2 separate regions of the Gossypium hirsutum genome follow, and region 1 is linked to region 2. The links are chromatin contacts, called in public Hi-C maps. All regions are on one chromosome and are shown on one strand. Each heading gives the region's core, a stretch centred on a gene start, on an enhancer-like site or on the middle of the called end of the contact. The rest is flanking DNA. Distances are from core to core; before and after follow the strand shown.

Region 1 (5,452 bases), core at 849-3,348, 230 kb after region 2:
TCTTTTAATAAAAATTTTCATTTTGATCCTTTAACTAAAAAAAATTAATATTTTTTTACTAATTATATATTTAATTTTTTTTTATTTAAGTCACATGATTGTTAAATTTTTGTAAAAAAACGTAGCTCTAAGCAACGATTTGACAACTGGTACAGTGGATCAATACTCGTCAACAAGTAGAAGAATATACTTTAGATCTAAGTCAATCTAAAGGTCAATGTCGAAGATCGGAGAAAACATCTGTTTGAATTTTGGTTTGTAGATTCGTGACGTCTAAAGTCGTTTCATGAAAAAAATATTAAACAATAGAAGAGAAGGGGAAAGAGAGCTTTGATTGGTGCAAAAACTACGAACAAAGAAAGTTATACAACATTACTTGTAATAGCTAAGTGACTTACATGGAAACTTTGATTAGTTCAGTGATCAAATTGTAACTTTTAAAATTAAGTGACTAAAACAAAAACTTACCAATAATTTAGCGACTAATAGTGGAATTTACCCCCATTTTTTCTTAAGTTTTTTAAAAAAATATATATTTAAAGAGTTCTACCTATACTAATATTTAAATGCTAGTATACTCTAATACCTTATAAAGAAATAGGGCATAAAACAATCCTAAAAGTACTGTTGCATTTTTTTATTGATGCATTTGTTATTTATATACCTAAGTAAATAACCAACTGAATGAAAAGATCTTAAAAGTACTCTTACATATTAGGAGACTTATTCAAACAATAACAAACTATCCTAAAAATTACAAGAAATAAAAATAGTATTATAACTAATAAAAAGAATAATCCAGTAGACACAACTAGAGAGACATGATCATAGAGTAGAGTCTAATTAACATTTATTAAAAGATACCAAATATGAGCATTTGAGAAAAAAATTGAGAGTTTGATAAAATATAAAGATGTTTACCTTGTTTTAAGTTCGTGCCTTATACTTAAGTTTGAATTTTACAGATCTTCAATTTCATCATGTGTGAGTTTTAGTTCAAAGTATTTCAATTTTTCTATTTGTACTTTGTATTGGTTTTACTCAGATGTTATTTGATTGTACTATAATTACGCTGTAATTATACTTGTAAATTTTAAAAAGAAAAATGAGGAGGGAAGATTAGATACATTAATTGATTGTGTGTTACTTTTTGTGGAAAGGGGAGCATGAGTCAGCAGAGGATGGTAAAGCAGAATGGAGCTCAGCTTGCACGCCAAAATAGAAAGGGGGTTAGATTTGAAAGAGCTATTTAGTTGGAATAATGCTTGTGCTATCTAACATATATGATCTCTCAATCAGCACTTATGGATTGCTTGGCTACAAGCTTATGTGCTAAGGGGCGTACTTTGGTGCAACTCTCAATCTCTTCAAGCAATAGTTGGAGTTGGAATAAGCTTATCATAGTTGTTTAAATTGGATCGGTTAATTAAATGAAGAATCGACCTATACATCAATCTAGAAAGAGTGATTAGACTATTTAAACTGAGAATCATTTTGAACTGTAGCAGAATCGCAAATTGAGAACTTGTAGAATAGCTTTTTATGGTTTTGGCCCAATTTTCACGGCCCAAAATGAAAAAGGCCAAAACTTAGAACAACAGGCCCAAATCCAAAAATGAAAAAATGAATGAAAAAAACCCAACTCACCCCAAATATTGTAATGTTTTAATTAGTTAACTTTGAATGTTTGGATTATGGATCATAACGTTTTAATGTTTTATAAATTTGGATTAAACGCCTTAATATTTTACTTAAGTTTGGTGGGATGAATATTGGATTTGGATAATGATTTGAAACGAGTGTCTTAAGAACATATAAAAATTGAGGATTAAAATTAAAATTATATTAATTAATAATAACAAATAGTTGAATAAATAGTAAAGAGCAAATAAAAAATGTAACTTTAAATTTTAAAGGAAATATTATTAGAAGAGGCAACTATAAAATCTGAATATAACTATAAAATCAACATGAAAAACAAGTACCACTCAATAACCAAAAAAAAAATCAAAAACTTTAATGAGTAAATTATAACTTTTTGTATTTAAATTGCCTATACCCTTAATAAAGATTCGATCCAGATGAATCATATTGAAAAGAAGTTTGTAAAGATGGGTTGGAACAAGAGTCCACCCATGCGCAGTATTTAACTATTGATAGAATTCTCATGTAGAAAAAGGGATGCTGAATTCAATAAAATTCTTACAAGTAAATGAGATCTCCCGATTTCCCCTCACTATCATTATATTTTTCCAAAATAGAATAAACTGGTCTTCGCTTCAAAGCCAAAAGCTCTCCTTCTGGTCTTGCAATGGCTGACCCAAATTACCCATCACCGACACTGACAGGAACACTAAATTCGAACAAATTCTCTGTCGTGACAACAAAAAACAGGGTGGCTTTTGCTTTTAGTTTCACTTCCGTTTTTGTCATTGGTTTCACAACTTTATTATTTCTAAATCCATCGTCTTACTCTTCTCCTCGCCTTCAAAGCTTGCTTCGAAGTTCCTTTTACAGATCCCAGTTTTCCTCCCATTTCTCTCACTTTCTCCCCAACTCTTCCCAATCCAATCACTACCCACTCCCCTTTTCTCCATTCCAGGAACACCCTTTTCAGATTTCTCGGGAATCTGAAAGATTTCATGAGAAAAATGATTCTTCTTTGTCAAGTGAAGGTACTAATGGAACCCTTTCTGAGATTCCTGCAGAAAGTGGAAAAGAATTAGCGGAAAAGGGTTTAAATGCTAATGGAAACAGCACTCATGGAAGCCCTTCTCGGCCTTTGGATTTTAAAGAAAGTGGGAAAGAGTTGGTGGATGGAAGCATTGATGAATTACTGGAGAAGCAAAGGAAGGGTGATTTTGTGGAAATAATAAATCAATGTAGAATATTTGATGGGAAATGGGTGAGAGATGATTCTTACCCTCTTTATGCACCAGGGACTTGTCCATATATTGGTGAGTCTTTCAATTGCTTTGTTAATGGTAGGCCTGATAGGGGGTATGAGAAATACAGATGGCAACCCAATGAATGCATCTTACCAAGGTAAATTCACCAAAGTTCTCATTTTTAAATCTAAATTTTGTTGGTTCATTTATATATAATTGAATTCTGCTAATTTTGCATATATCAGGGTGGTTCTAATTCATCTTCATGTGTATTTATAATATTTGTTGATAATGTATCTTATATATATGTGCGCGTATGTGTATTAGTTCATTTTTGTCATTGTCTTGGTTAGATTGGCTTAGGGTAGAGTTTATATTATATGAGAATGAATTGTGATAATTTGCATCTATTACTGGTGGTTCTAATTTCTTCATGGTCATATGTAGTTTTTAATGATATTTGTTGGAAATGATCTTTATATATATATATGTATTGCTTATTTATTGTTGGTTTTTTACTTAGATTGGTTTTGGGTGGAGTTGTCATGCAGGTTGAATGGCAAGCATATGCTGGAATTATTGAGAGGGAAGCGATTAGTTTTTGTTGGCGATTCACTTGGTCGGAATATGTGGGAATCTCTTGTTTGTATCCTTAGAAACTCCATTGAGGAGAAAAGCAGTGTTTTCGAGGTCTCCGGCAAGCAGGAATTAGGAAAAGGGAGTTCTCACTCCATTATATTCAAAGTATGTTTATCTTTTATCCTTTCCTTCAGACATAGACAAATTGCAGTTTTGCAGTACTTGAAGTTGTTTCCTTGATTTTGATATATACTAATTTTGGATGGATGAATGAGCAGGGTTATAATTGCTCAATTGAGTACTTCCGTTCAGCATTTTTAGTTCAAGAATGGGAAATGGTCTGGAGAAATGGATCAAAGAAGGAAACACTTAGACTTGATATGATTGATAAATCAGCTGATAAGTACAAAGATGCCAATGTTCTCATTTTCAATACCGGACATTGGTGGACTCATGATAAAACTTCGAAAGGGTACTGTTAATGCTACCTATTTGTTCATATGATAAGATAAATAATCTTAAAGTAGGAGCTCTTAACGGTTTTAAGCGATTTGCAGGAACAGTTACTATCAAGAGGGGAACACTATCTATAACCGATTACATGTTAAAGAAGCCTTTCGAAAAGCTTTGACCACATGGGCAAAATGGATAGATACTAATATAGATTCTACGAAGACCCTTGTTTTCTTCAGGGGGTTTTCTGCATCTCATTTCAGGTAAATCGAACATCGAAAGAATATGTTAGGTTGAACCCTGAAATTTGGAACTGAGTGGCTTTAATTCTTGTTACCTGTTCCCAGGGGTGGAAGGTGGAACTCTGGAGGGCAATGCCACGGTGAAACCAAACCTATTACAAATGGGAAGTACTTGAAGAAATATCCATCAAAAATGCGAATTTTCGAGTCAGTGATAAATGGCATTACTAATCCAGTCTTGTATCTTAATGTTTCAAGAATGACTGGTTTCCGGAAGGATGCTCATCCGTCGGTTTACAGGAAGCAGAACTTAACCGAGGAAGAGAAAACTTCACCTACTAGAATCCAGGATTGCAGCCACTGGTGCCTCCCCGGTGTTCCTGATACTTGGAACGAGCTAGTATACACTCAACTCCTTATCAAACATGAAAGTTATCAGCAACAACTTCTGAAACCAAAACAACAACAGAAAAATCATAGATAAAATGAATGCAATCGATCTTTTTAAATTATTAATTAGTCCCTAGTTTTGTCATGATCGATTAGCGTACGTACATGCCCTATTCATCAGTGAAAATTTCGGTTCTTAGAGAGAAGTGTAAAATAATGTAATTCTCCGTAAAAGCTGTTAATTATAATTGTTCATAAGCTTTCCTCTAACCGGTTTCACTTGTTTAAAGTCTAATTGCTAGTGTCCTATAGTTTTTCATGAAGTTGTTATTGAACATAGTGTTTCGGTTTATTACCACTTGTAAGATGAGTTGAAATTAGTTTGTAATATCTTGATCATATTATTTGATTTTGATCTATATGCTTTTGGGTTCATGTTAATGATCTTTTAATCGATGAGGAACTGCTAGAAACGGATTCGGTTGAGATTAGGATCATTAGTTTTGGAATTAAATCCGAAATCCGAGTTTGTACATTGTTTAAACTAGAATGAGGTACATGTGGCAGACCACATGTAACTGTTTTGATTATTTCATCAACCACTATAATTTTCAATAGTAGAAATAGATTGGCATGAGAAGTTACCATTTGCCCTCTTTGCTTATCGAACATCAGTCAGAACCTCAACTGGGGCAACGCCTTTCTCTTTAGTTTACGAAATGGAAGCAGTTTTGCCAATTGAAGTCGAGATCCCATCCCTTCAAGTGTTGTCAGAGTTAAAGTTGGACGAAGCAGAATAGATCAAGTCTCGATACGATCAATTTAACTTGATTGAGGAAAAGAGGCTAAGAGCTATCCGTCATGGTCAGATGTACCAAAAACGAATGATGCGGTCTTATG
Region 2 (6,162 bases), core at 3,332-5,831:
TTTGTAGAACACATGCTCAATCCTCTCCACATCTCCTCCGCATCTTAGACACATTGTATTCAACCCAAGTCTTTTGTAATGCAAATTAGCTAATGTAGGCAGGAAATTCCATGAGATTTTCCAAACTGTAATTTTTTGCTTAGTAGTTAGATTAAGATTCCACAATTTCTTGCAAAAGCTTTTAAGATCATCTTGTAAATCTGTAGCAGTAGGATCAATATTACCTTTTAGTAGCATTTTATATCCACTTCTCACCTAGAATTTCCAAAAGGTTCTCCCCTCCGAACCAACATATCTTCATGCTCCACCGTGGCTAATGGGATCTGTAGAATTCTACCTGCATCATCTTCAGAAAAGGTATATTTGATAACTTCAATTTTCCATGTTCTAGTTGAATTATCTATTAGATTTGAGACCCTTGTTATTTCATTATTATTGATATTGCCACTGAGCTCCTGGTAGCCAGGCATCATCTACAATGGAAATATTTTCACATGTTCCAACCTCCCAGCATAGACCATTCTGTAAGAGCCCCTTCGCTGCCCATATACTAGTATAAGAAGGTAGATTCCTTAATCTGGCTTCTAAAAAATCACAATGCGAATAATACTTTGCCTTTAAAAACATGGGTTAACAAAAAATTTGGATTATTAATGAGACGTCAACCTTGTTTCGCTAACAAAGCCAAATTGAACTTAGTTAGACTTCAAAACCTAAACCTCCCTTTTTCTTTCAACTCGCACAACCTATTTCATTCGCACCAATAAATGCCCCTCCTTCCATGTCCTTTTTAGCACTAAAACCTTGCGATTATACTCTTTAATTCCCCATAAAGAACTTTAGGCAACAAAAAAAACATCATGGAATACGTTGGAATGGCTTGTAGGATAGCTTTAATGAAAGCTTCCTTCCCACCTTAAGATAAAAATCTCGTATTTCAACTATCAATTTTCTTTTTGAACTGACCTTTTAAAATCTGGAACGCCAATTTCTTCCGCCTTTCCACCATATTTGGAAGTCTCAAATATCTTTCTAGATCATTCGAATACCTAACACCCAATGTTTTCGAAACCAGTAGCATATCTTTATCAGTAGTATTCGAACTATAGAAGACGATGGACTTTTCATTATTAATGCATTATCCTAAGCATACCTCATATTCCTTTAAAAATCGTTTCAATGTATGAGCTCCTTTTTCATTTGCTTCCCCAAACAACACACAATCGTCAGCAAATAAAATGTGCATTATCTGTAGCCCCCTTCTACTAACCTTATCCCCTTTCACCAAACCTTCATTCAATGCTAGCTTCATTAGAGCCGACAATCCCTCACTACAGATCAGAAAAACGAACGGACTCAATGGATCCCCTTGCCAAAGGCCTATACTAGGCTTGCAAACTTCCCTAGCCTTGCCATTTACAATCATTGAATACGAGACAGAAGTAACGCACTGTATAATGAACTCCACCCATGTTCTGCCAAAACCCATCCACTCCATCGTTACCCTTAAAAAACTCCATTCAACTCGATCATATGCTTTGCTCATGTCAAGTTTCAGTACCATAAATCCTTTTTTCTCCACTCTCTTTTGTCGAAAAGAATGCAAATCTCATAGGCCAACAACACGTTATTAGATATCAATCTCCCTGGCACGAGAGCACTTTGGGCACTACTAATATAATCCTCCAGAACTCCTTGAAAACGATTAGCTATCATCTTAGCTATCAATTTATAAATAACATTGCACAAGCTAATTAGCCTAAAATTTGTTAGATTCATCGGATGTGGGATTTTCAAAATTAACATAATATGAGTGATGTTTAAAGAGTCTAACACCTTACCTTCATTCAAACCTTCCAAGCAATGAGAAGTAATATATTTCCCCATAATGTGCCAACACTTTTGAAAAAATAAAGCTAGACAACAGTCTTCGCCTGACACCTTTGTTGGCCCCATCCCTTTCAATGTCGTGATAACCTCTCCCTCTGTAAACTTTTCCATCAACATTAGATTGGCTTCATTTGAAATACAATTTTCCACCCCTGTTAGTATGTGATCTGTAACTCCTATCCCTTTCGTCGAAAATAGGTTTTGGAAAAAGCTTCGAGCAATCCTTTCCATTTTTACCTCCTCCATTATCACTCTACCATCCTCATACTGTAACCCCTAAATTTTATTCGTTCTTCTGCATTTTGATGCATAACTGTGGAAGAAAGTCATGTTCTTAATCCCTCAACCTTAACCAGTTTGCTCTTGCTCTCTACTCCCAATGCATTTAATCCTTATCGATCTCCAAATTTAATTAGATTTTTTCATCAATTAACTCCACAATATTATCATCATCTTTTTCCTTATCCAATAACTCTCCTAGTTTTTTAGTCAAATCTTTTTTGATTCCCTCCCTATTCCTTCTAACAAATTCCACCCCTCTTCTCAAATCCCCCTTTACACGATCCAGTTTGGCAGAAATATCTCCTTCAGTAAAATCTCATAACCTTTTCACCTCCTCTTCAAATGACTCTTCTATTACCCATCATGCCTCAAACTGAAATCTCTTCGACCTTAAACTATAACAGTCCTGCTCCATCTAAATAAGAAGGGGACAATGATTAGAATACGATTGGGAAGAGGACAAATCACTACGTTCAGAAACATATTCATTAATTCTGCATTTGCCACTCCTCTATCCAATCGTTCTCTTATATTTGTTTCTAAAAGATTTCTTCTTTCCTAAGAAAACCATGTCCCAGAATACCCTATCCATTATTTTACATTCTTATAATACTCTTCAAAAGATTTCCATTCTCCTCTCATCCTTCGTATCTTTCCTACCTTCTCAAAAGAATACATGATCTCATTGAAATCCCCACACACTAACCAAAGTAGATCATGCAAACAACCCAAATTCTTCAGTAAACTCCACATGTCATCTCTACATCACGCAATTGAAGCCTCGTAGAAACCCGTAAATCTCCATTATTTGTTGTCCTCTACCTCCTAGACTTCAATGTCAATATGATGCACTGAATAACTTCTAAGAAAGATCGAAATATTTCCCTTCCAAGCCATTCTTAAACCCCCTTGTGAACCTTCAGTTGAAACTTCAAAACCATTCAAGTAACTGCATCTCCTATGAACAATTTTCATTTTCCTATTATTCAATTTAGTCTCCATAAAGAAGACTATATAGGGATTATACAACTTCAGCAAATGCTAAAGCCTCTTTATAACCCATGGACTCCCCAAACCACAGACATTCCAACAAAATATTTTTATTACGATCGATCGGCTTGCCCTTTAGCAGCTGCTGATATAAAATGAGTTCTCCTTAACGATCACTCCTCCCTAAACACTAATGAATCTTTCACCTCAGAAACATTGTGGCTCCCAATCTCCTTTTGAAGTCCCTTCTTTACATCTCCACATTCGATTGGCTTCTCCTCTGCATCTTATTCCATATCCATCTAACCCAAAATATATGACTCATTTCCGATCTTCCCTGAAAAGTTTCTCACTTCCCCTTCCAGGTTTACACCCGACATAGGATCCAATCTCATCCCTGATCCCTTTCATCCACCGTCCCCAGATTCCCTTCCTAGACCCGAATACCTTAAGTAACTCTTACTCATCCCCCTATCCTCTTCTTCTATCAGCCAGACACTGTTCATTGCAGCAACTCTCTTAAATTGTGATTGTAAGGACAAATCCCAACTCATTTCCACAGGCTCCTCCCATTTTATCATTCTAATTTGGCAAAAAGAGTCATTGTGCCCTAAACAACCAAAAAAAAAATTGTTGAATCTTTCATACTTAAAACTGACATAAGTACAATTCTTGGATGCTAACATTATCTTCTTTTTTTTTTGTTTTAGAGGTCTCCTCACATCCAATTGGACCCTAATTCGAAGGAAAGTCCTCACATCCCTATTTAAAATTTTAGAGTCATATTCCATAAACTTTCCAATGGGATCACCCAACTCCTTTGTGATAAACTATGAGAACAAAGCCTGAGGTAACTCATGAACCTACACCCAAAAGGTTGACAAGACTAACAAAACCTTTACCGGATCTTCCCTATTCTCCAAACGATGAAACACAAAAAGATGATTGTTGAAAGTCCAATGTGCTCCATTTATTACCCGATCTATGTCCATTTTATGAAAAAAATATGAATAGAAATCTTTTATCTCTTAGATCCGAGATCTAAACTCCTCTTACTGGATGCCAAATATTCGCCATAGTACTCTTCATCGCTGGAAAATGGACTATACTTGCCATAAGAAAACATCCAACCAAACAGAAATCCACCACTACTTTCTAAGATTTAGATTCCCCTTGTACAAGCAAAACCTCTTTTTCTTCATATTTCAACGATAGATTCACCAGATCATTTTCCATAATAAAAAAGCCTACTTTTAGCCAAATCTCACACGGTATTTACTGTAAATCATCGACAAATGAAAACAATAAGAGACAAGATAAAAAAAAAAAACAAAGAAAAGAAAACCCTAAGCATGCTAGAGCAGTTGACAAAGTCGTGCTAGAGTAGCAGACAGAGACGTGCTAGAGCAGCAAGCTATAAATGGATTTCTTTTACATAATTGAATAAGTATAAATATATCATTGATTAAGTTGTTGCAACCAGCTAAATTATATTTATCTATTTAATTTTTTTTTCACAATTTCAGCTAAGTTTTTCATTTTTGTTTTATACATATTACATCTGTTATTTTTACTGATTTCAAATAAGAAATTTTATTATTTATTAATTGTTATTTTTAAATCTACACATGTTTTTTAAATGACTTTTTTACCCAATTAACCCCTAAAAATAAATATTTACGAAAATTACCCAACTTGAAAAAAATATGACGGGAATGACCTAGAATCTACAGTGCCAACCAGTGTTAGCACCCTGATGGTTGGCACCCAACCCCATCATCGTGTAATCATTGCCTGTTGACTGGCATGAGATTAAAAAAGTTAATTTTTTGGTGTCGGCATCAATATGTATTTTCTCCATTCTCCTTTTGCAAAATATGTATATTTCTCGGGGTAGAAAAAATTATTTTTTTAATAGGTGTTAGTGTCCCTGTTGCCGACATCGGTATTGTATTTGAAGATTTTTCTCAAGTTTTTTTTGTTGGTTTCGGGTTTTTCTCTGCCGACACCCGGGTCTAAAAACTGTTTTTTTTTTCAGAAAAAAAATTGATTTAAATGGTGGGCATGAAGAAAGCAAAAAGAAAGAAGAAAACTAAAAAAGAGAAAAAGAATGACTTATCATGGTTTTCCTGCTTGAAATTAGAAAAGAGATATTGGTCAAGTCTTAATTATACTTTGTTTCATTGTCTGACATTCGTTTTGGCTTGTTTTCTAGCTATGGGTGATTTTTTTTTCTTTGGAATTGTTTGAGTGGTGAGAAAATGAATGAAATAGGATTTAAGGTAACAGAGGAGGGGAGAAGGAAGAGAAGAAAGTTGCAGAGACGTGGACCTGGTTCTTTAATGGGGAGTTAATTACTAAGCCCACGCATTGTTATGTGTTTTCTTTTAGATTTTGAAAATATAACTCTTGTCATAATTCTCATAATAAATCTCATTCATTAAATTGGGTAAAGCCAATTGGAAAATTAAAATCTCTTTAATTTATAATTAAGAGCGATATATTTAAGGTTTAGATTTTAAGTTTAGAGTTCTATTTAATTCATTAAATCGTGTATTTATCATCGCTTCAGGCTTTTAGTTTTATAGCTTTTCAAGCAACATGCATGTAGAATAAATGTACAAAATCGAGAAAAACACATTAATAAACTCACCATTTAAAAAAAATCACATTTTTTGTTGCAAAAAAAAAATCACATTTTACTTTAATGTTAATAATAAATTAATACAAAATTAACTTAAAATAATAATAATTAACAAATCTTATATACAACTATATCCATATCCCAATTTATTTCTCTTCCCTTCCTATTTTCTTCTCAAGCTTTTTCATTTTCTCAAGTGTCTTTGGCTTTTCATTTTCTTAAGTAGGCAAACCATGATAAGTTTTCTCTTTTTTAATTTTCTTCATTTCTTCTGCTTTCTCCATGCACCCATTTAAATCTTTTTTTTAAAACAACAAAAAAAGTATTTTTCTAAACTTGGTGCTGGCAAAGAGAAG

Evidence for each region. Hi-C and Micro-C count contacts between places; a contact is called where the count stands out from the background.
Region 1: a Hi-C map of leaf shows a contact between it and region 2, with 1.9 times the contacts expected there. The contact joins the promoter of LOC107896440 here to the enhancer-like site in region 2. A contact is called at or near these places in 6 of 34 Hi-C or Micro-C datasets (callus, hypocotyl, leaf and 1 more).

What each region holds. Positions count from the first base shown.
Region 1 is chrA10:104,617,553-104,623,004 of Gossypium_hirsutum_v2.1, forward strand. LOC107896440 (protein trichome birefringence-like 4) reads left to right here and starts at 2,099. Exons shown (of 5, transcript XM_016821605.2): 1 at 2,099-3,045; 2 at 3,440-3,632; 3 at 3,746-3,939; 4 at 4,025-4,183; 5 at 4,268-4,942. The coding sequence starts at 2,312. The coding sequence ends at 4,646.
Region 2 is chrA10:104,383,075-104,389,236 of Gossypium_hirsutum_v2.1, forward strand. LOC107896432 (a long non-coding RNA gene) reads left to right here. Exons shown (of 2, transcript XR_001683758.2): 2 at 1-3,781. Among protein-coding and RNA genes, the nearest start is that of LOC107896432, 4.7 kb to the left of the region's middle. Within about 2 kb of position 4,582, at least 7 of the 9 cell types and tissues checked have an H3K27ac peak or open chromatin away from gene starts, as enhancers often do. A contact at or near this core is called in leaf, where this site is marked.